2 separate regions of the Mus musculus genome follow, and region 1 is linked to region 2. A link is a contact called in public promoter capture Hi-C data. All regions are on one chromosome and are shown on one strand. The core of a region is the stretch at or near the end of the contact, and the rest is flanking DNA. Distances in the headings are between cores, read along the strand shown. Region 1 holds the start of 2010320M18Rik (RIKEN cDNA 2010320M18 gene). Region 2 holds the start of Gdf15 (growth differentiation factor 15).

The links. Capture Hi-C pulls out chosen DNA fragments and counts their contacts.
Region 1: a promoter capture Hi-C map of liver shows a contact between it and region 2. The contact joins the promoter of 2010320M18Rik here to the promoter of Gdf15 in region 2. A contact is called at or near these places in 10 of 39 promoter capture datasets (the 3T3-L1 cell line, 3T3-L1-derived adipocytes, cranial neural crest and 5 more), 3 of 15 datasets of contacts at CTCF or cohesin (embryonic stem cells and large pre-B cells), 12 of 484 Hi-C or Micro-C datasets (CD8 T cells, embryonic stem cells, neural progenitor cells and 4 more), 11 of 115 datasets of contacts at active chromatin or transcription factors (Th17 cells, embryonic hindbrain, embryonic stem cells and 3 more) and 4 of 9 other capture datasets (adipose tissue, embryonic stem cells, liver and 1 more).

The regions. Positions count from the first base shown.
Region 1 is chr8:70,774,759-70,778,134 of GRCm38.p6, forward strand. It overlaps 2010320M18Rik (RIKEN cDNA 2010320M18 gene), which reads left to right and starts at 2,104. Exons shown (of 1, transcript NR_029440.1): 1 at 2,104-2,848. Pik3r2 (phosphoinositide-3-kinase regulatory subunit 2) reads right to left here and starts at 1,954. Exons shown (of 16, transcript NM_008841.3): 1 at 1,849-1,954; 2 at 1-594. The coding sequence starts at 219. It overlaps Mast3 (microtubule associated serine/threonine kinase 3), which reads right to left. Exons shown (of 26, transcript NM_199308.2): 26 at 3,359-3,376.
Region 2 is chr8:70,630,330-70,633,818 of GRCm38.p6, forward strand. Gdf15 (growth differentiation factor 15) reads right to left here and starts at 1,766. Exons shown (of 2, transcript NM_011819.3): 1 at 1,004-1,766. The coding sequence starts at 1,283. Gm34154 (a long non-coding RNA gene) reads left to right here and starts at 2,234. Exons shown (of 2, transcript XR_870495.2): 1 at 2,234-2,526.

The DNA.
Region 1 (3,376 bases), core at 854-3,353, 140 kb after region 2:
TGTCCCGGGGAAGTCCCCTCGCTGTCGGGTGCGCTCGTTGAAGCCAGGCATCCAGCCCACATTGTGTGGGCAGCGCTCTCCTCCATCAGCCACACCAAGTGCCTGTAGGGCCACCCGGCTCACCACCAGGAGGTCCCCAGGGAGCAGCTCCAGGTCTTCAGGCCGCTCCCGGCGGAATGGGTACACAGCCCTGTACTGGAAGCCCTCGGCTCCTGCCATGGCTGGCCTGGGGGGTTCTGGACCGTCAGCTGGCTCCCCGGGGCTCTAGGGACCCCATGGGCTGGTGCGGCCTGTGTGGTGGGCTTGTAGACCTCTACTTCCAGAAGTCACAGGCGACCTCGGGGGCCGCACATGCCTAGATGGCCATCTGTCACAGAGGCCACCATTTAGTCACCTGTGCAATGATGTTCCTGGTGTTTTCTCAAATTATTTGGCTTGTGTCACCCATCAGATGGTCAAGCTGGGATAGGTGGATCACTCCTTCATTAGCTGGGCTGTGGGTGCCCAGGCTTACTGGCTCTTCAAGATGTGCCTGACACCAGACGAAGGGACCCAGACCACAGGCTGCTACCATGCTCAGCCGGGAACACCAGCCTAAAGGACATGGACAAGGCGGAGTGAGCCAGGACAGAATCCCCCAGTGACCTTGGGGCTGGCCCCTGTCCCACTACTGATTAGTCTCCCCATCCGAGAGGCCACACTGACAGCCTTTCTTCGGGGTGCTGGGAGCTGAATGCTTTGCTGTCCCCACTAGGGTTGTGGGAACTGAAGTTCAGAGCTCTCTGAAGAACCCCACTCATCAGGAGGAAGCCAACCACAGATGCACCCAAGTTCAAGGCAGGAACAAAGACAGTGACCACATGGCCAGTTAGACTTGGGGTTATTGGGGAACCCCAAGAAGGGGTTGAACACCTGAGCAGTGGACATGGCCTATCAAGAGCTGTGGCCTGGGTGGGCATCCAAGGAAACAGAAGCCTTGGTTCCTGCAGGGGAGGTTGAGACAGGGTGCAGGGGTGTCCCCAGCTTGCCTTAGCCTGGGGCTCTCTGGTGATGCAAGAGAGGGGAGGTGTCAAGAAGAACCATGGTCACCTTAGTGCCACAGTAGGATGGGGACAGGAGCTGGACACCCCACATTGGGTCCTAGCCTGGGTCCCCATTCCAGCCTGCAGTTGGGTCTTCTGTGCATCCTCCTGGGGGAGCAAGGCTGACAGGTCCTCGTATAGGGACAGGGCAATGCATAGACAGACCGGTTCCTGCAAAGGCCCGATGGTGGAAGACGCCTGTCTAGGATGCAGAGGCTTTCAGAAAGAAGCCATGAAAAAGGCGTTTAGCGTGCCAAGGGGAGGGTCTGGGCTTCATCCCCAGATCTCGGGGACCCGGTGCAGGTGTCCTAGAGGGACTTAAGGCTTTGTGGTCCAGGGTATCCGGTGTGACTCACTGTCCGGCCTCTTGTGGCCTGCATGTTATAGGTAGGGAAACTGAGGGTCGGAGAGGCCTCTCCTAAGAAAGCCACCCGTCTGCCCGCCCCCGTGCCGAGCACGTCTGCACACCATGGGGGGAGGGTATCGCGGAACCCCCAATGCAAAAGGAGGGGCCTACGATGCACGCATAGTCTGTGTGCTCACACAGACGGGCCCCTAGACCCTCGTGCACCCCGAAGACCCCTGGACGACGGAAGTGGCCGGATCCGGGGTCGTGTCCCGCTCTCCGCCCCGTTGCGGGCGGGGACCTCCCGGCCTTAGAGACCCTGTCTCTACCCCGCAGGCTGCACAGCCCCACGCTCAGCTCGGAGCCCGGTTTTGTGCGGCTCCTTCTCTCCTCGGGTCCTCCCCACCACCATCGACTCACCCACTCCGGCCGCCGTCGCCACCACCACGACCGCCGCCGCCGTCGCCGCAGCCGCGGGATCCCTGCGTCAGCCACCGTCGCCGCGGTTCCAAGCCTTCGGGCCCGCCCCCAGGCGGAAATAGCCGAGCGCACTCGGGTCGGGAGGGCGGGCCTTTCCCCCCACACGAGGCGGAGCCCGAAGACCGAGGCACGCGGGCAAGCCTCCGGAAGCTGCCGAGTGTGCTCCCGCGGGAATGGGAGGCTGGGCTTTGCCACGAGACAGCCGAGGCTGGTCGGAGACAGCCGAGCACGGCCGTCGGAGGCTCACGAAAACACTAGAAAGCGGAAGGGTCGGGAACGCATTCGGTCCGAAGCTGGGCTCGGTGGACTTGGGACTCTGAGATACCCGAGCCATTCCGGAAGCAGCAGAACGTGCCATAACAGGGGTTTGTTTGTGTTTTTTACGAAGTCGTGAACCTGCCAGACCGCGGAATGTGTCTGGGAGGAACCGAACGACCTCAACTCCAGGCCTTGGGAGTTGACTCGGAGGCCGCCGATAGCTTCCGGAAATTGCCGAAGGTCCACTGGACGAGCTCGGCAGCTGTACCCTCAATGGAGAGCCGCTGGTGGAAGGAATGGAAGGCGAAGGCACTGCCATGACAACCCTAGGCGTCCGGAAACAGCCGAAGTGTCTCCGGCCCAACACGCGCGAGAATGCGGCTTATCAGCGTCCGGAAGCGAGATTGTTTCCGGAAATACGGACAGACTCTGGCGAGACGGAGAGAACCAGAAGTTGCCGAGCTTGTTCGGCTGATTTCCGAGGGATTCATTTATCTATTTTAGCTCACCGCAAAGACTAGGGTAGAAAATTGGGACGGAGGGGTTGCAGCGAGAGTTCGGCAGTTAAGCATGCTCACTGCTCTTGCACAGGATCCAGGTTCAGTAAATTACAGCCGCGTATAACCCGACTGGAATTAAAAGCAAGAGCTATGACGCCCAGCGTTTTGGATTTTTCCTTTTTAAGATTTTGTGTTTTTCTTCATGTTCAACTGTGCGCCTTGTGAGTACCTGGTGTCTGTGGAAGTTAGAAGAGACATCGGATGCTCTAGAACTTGAGTTACGGCTGTGAGCTGCCATGTAGGTGCTGGGAATACAACCTGGGTCCTCTAGAAGAGCAGCCAGTGCTTTTAATCATTGATTCCTTTGGCTTTATTATTTGAAACAGGGTCTTGTTATTAGCCCAGGCTGTATCTGAACTCATGATCCTTCTGCTTCGTGCCTCCCCACGCCCCCACCTCCAAGTGTTAGGATTACATGTGTATACAGCCATGCCTGGAAACACTTCATTTTAGAGATGAGATTTTGCCCTATTGCCCTAGCCAGGATCCCAGCCTGCTAGGTAGCTGGGATGCAGGCTGGCTTGGATTAAGTGTTTAACCAAACCCCTATACAGCCAACAAAACTCACTTAGATGATATCGAGCCATCAGTTTTTCCCTACCCCCAGCCACTCACAAATGCACACACCAGTATCAGATGTCTTCATGGGA
Region 2 (3,489 bases), core at 516-3,015:
TCCATGTAGGCCAGGCTGGCCTTGAACTCACAGATATTTGCCTGTTCTGTGCCACCCCTCACCCCCACCCCAAACCCTCGTGCTGGGATTAAAGACGTACACCGCCACCTTCTGGCTTAAAGTTGATTTTGCTCTTAGCGACAGAGATCCCTAAGGTCTGCCCTGCGCAGGACAGCATGGATCTCTCCAACCTTTTCCCAAGCCTCTGAATAAAGTGTTTAACAAACAGAAGTTGGTTTTCTTTAAAGCAGGGTTTGGTTGCCTACACCTGTCTTCCCAGAACTTGGGAAATGGAGGCAGAAGGATTGCCCTGAGTTTGAAATCGACCTGGGCTACAAATAAAATTTGGGGAGGTTCTCACTCTGTAGTCCCAGCTGGCCTTGAACTCAAGGCAATTCTGCTTCAACCCCCGGAGTAGTTAGGATGGCAGACATGCGCCACCACATCCAAGTGTAGCTTTGCAGATCTTTAGGGAGAGCTACAGTTCGCTTGGATTCACACAACCCTAGCGGATTTGTAAGGGGGCGTGACCCAAATCAGCCTGGGCCCGCCCTCAGCCCTGCTGGGTCCCAGAGCTGAGTCCAGTCCCCTGGATCCTCCTCCCTCCCATCCAAGCGACTGTCACTTGTTACTGTAGCAGTCTCTTTACAAGCGATTGCGTCAGATTTCCGATCCAGTTCCCGCAGGTTCTTTCCGTTTGGCTCCCAACCTGGCTCCTGTCCCTCCCTCTTCCCTCCAGGACCCTCTAACCTTCCCCCATGTCCTCCCCAACTCGAGTGCTGTGCATCTCCAGGAGCGACCTTGACCTCTCTGGACATCATTTGTCCAGCTCCGGTCTAGGGACGGTCATCCGTCCTACTCTGGCTGAGCCCGCTGCTGGCAGCTCCAGAGGTCACAGCAGGGGAAACTGAGTCTCGGAAGCTGGGCTGGGCTCGTGGACTTGAGTGTGTTGGTTGGAGCTTGGAGAGGGTGTTCCTGAAGTGGGTCCCTGGTTGCTACTCACCCTCTGGACTGAGTATCCGGACAGCTGGGTCAGGACTTGGTTCTGAGTTCGAGTCCTCTCGGCTCTGGTTGGCATGCAGCCGGCTCAGCAGGTCCTGGAAGCGACCCCGTAGCTCGTCGGCGTTGAGTTGGGACTCAGGGCCGGAGGGTCGCTGTTCAGGCATTGCCAGGGCGTCCCCCTGCGATGGCCATGACAGCAGCAGCAGCAACAGCAGCAGGAACAGCAGGAACCTCAGTTGAGAGCCGCCTGGAGGCTGGGCCTGGAGCGCGGGCGGGGCCATGTCGCTTGTGTCCTGAGTGTGTCTTTGAGTTAAGCCCTCTGCAGCTGCCTTTATACCCACTGGACTCTGTCCGCTCCGCCCCCGTGTGCGATGCCAACTCGGGTGACCAGGCTAATTCGGGCGGGAATCCCAGGGCTCCGCAGGGGGAGGGGGTGGGAGGGAGGGAAACCGCCGGGCTGGGACCTGAGTGAGGGCTGATCGTCCCCACAGAACATGTGATGGAGTCCAGACTGAAGTTCAAGTGGCTTCTTCCTTCCTCTTGGGACCAGGACTCTCTCCCTCTCTCTTTCCTCCTCTCTCCCTCCCTCCTCCCTCCACCCCCATCAAAGGTGAAGCCAAGGAAAACCTAGAAAAGGCAAGTTCAGGCAAGTCACCCCTATGCCTCAGTGTCCCAGGAGTAGACATTACAGCCGTGCCCAAATGGGCTGGGACATAAGGACAAATCAGGGACTGCACCTCTTCGGTGTCCTCTGTGGGACTCCTACCAATCCTTCAAAACCCTGTACGAACAGTTGTCGCTTCAGGAACCAGATTTACCTTTCAGGATGACTGGATGCTCACACGTGCCCTGCCCTGTGCCTGCCTCAGTATCCCCAGACCAGGGGTTCCTCTTGGGAATGGAGGGAAGAGGAAATCTGCTGCGGGCCTCCTTCCAAACAGGAGGCGGCAGGTGGCTGGAGGGGGTGGGCAGTTCGTCTCAGGCTCAGATAGAAGATGGAGGAGGAGGATGAAGGTGCCAGGAGCCCCATCCACGGTCAGCCTGGGCCCTGAAAGGGTAGTGGCTGTAGTTAGGGCCTCTGGGGAAGACAGGAGTGAGCAAGGAGGGGCACCAGGTGTCATCAAGGGCTCCTGCTGGGGTCCCTCCCAGTATTTACATACTGCTGGGTGGCCTCTGACCTGTGGGGTCACTCCAGGTTAATGACTGACTAGGGTTACTCCATGTCCCCCTGTGAAGACAAGGTAGGTGCATGGTAAGTCTTCACCCGCCATCTCCTTTGTCCAAGACCAGGATGACCCCCAGAACCCTCCCCAAACTGATTCCAGACCACTCCTCCTCAGATCCAAGCCCCACCCCTGATGCACTGCCCAGAACTACCTGTTTGCTCCAGGACCCTTTGCCTACGGGGGTGACTCTTAAAGATCAATGTGGAGAGAGGTGGCACCGCCCTTGGGATCGCAGCTGTGGGCAGTTTTGAGGTATCTGCACTCTGTGAGGAGGCACAGCATGGTGGCCACCTGGCCGGTGAGAGTGGGGTTCTGGGATTATGTTCATCTCTGACCGTTTTCCCCCAAATTTAAGTCTCAGAGTTGGATTCTCTGCCCTGGGCGAGCTGCTGATCTCCGAATCATATCCCAGAGGATAATACTGCAGTCTTCTGGTCCCAGGCCAGCCATTGAGCCTCAGTTTCTCTTTCTGTGAAAGGCTGCTGTGGTCTACATCGTCAGGGTAGGGGTACAGCGGGGGCCGGGGGTGCACGCTACAAATTGAGGGACTATCCCGCGGTCCCATGTGACCTTGGACAAGTTTCTCAGCCTCTCTGCGCTGCAGAGCAAAGGCCAAGGATCAGGATACAGCTGTCTTGCTGCGTGAGATGAGAGGTTGAGACAGGACCATCATGGGTCACAGGTGGGGAAACTGAGGCTGGGGACGGCCCAAAGTCTCTTGGGATGCAGATGGCTTCGTAGATATGGAGCTCGGGAGTGGGCCGAGCAGCTGCCCACTCCCACACGGGGAGCCCTGTGCGGTCTGGATGCTGGGACAGGCCTCGATGTTCTCAGCACTTCTGTACCCCACCTAACCCCACAGGCCGCAGACAGATGCAACCTCAGCCAGCCCAGGTTGCCTCTCTGGCCCTCGGTGTCTTCCTGTGATGGGTCCCAACTTTCCTAACCCACACAGGCCCCTTCAAAAAAGTCACCAGGGCTTCCTGTTTAGGATCCCACTTCGCCAGGCATCTGTGCCCCCTCAACACACACCCACTGCTGTGTGTGACCAACTATACCTTCAGCTTCATCCCGTGGGGTCACCACAAGTTGTGGTAGAGAACTAGAGATGCCCATGTGACCTGAGTACACAGTAGGAGCTCCTGTGCACCTTGAAATTCACACTCTCAGCTGCTTGTCGATAGAGACCCAGGCCTAAAGTCTCAGTCAGGTGTCAGGGTGTCACTTGGGGGTTAAAACAAGACTGTCAGAAGCCTAGGGG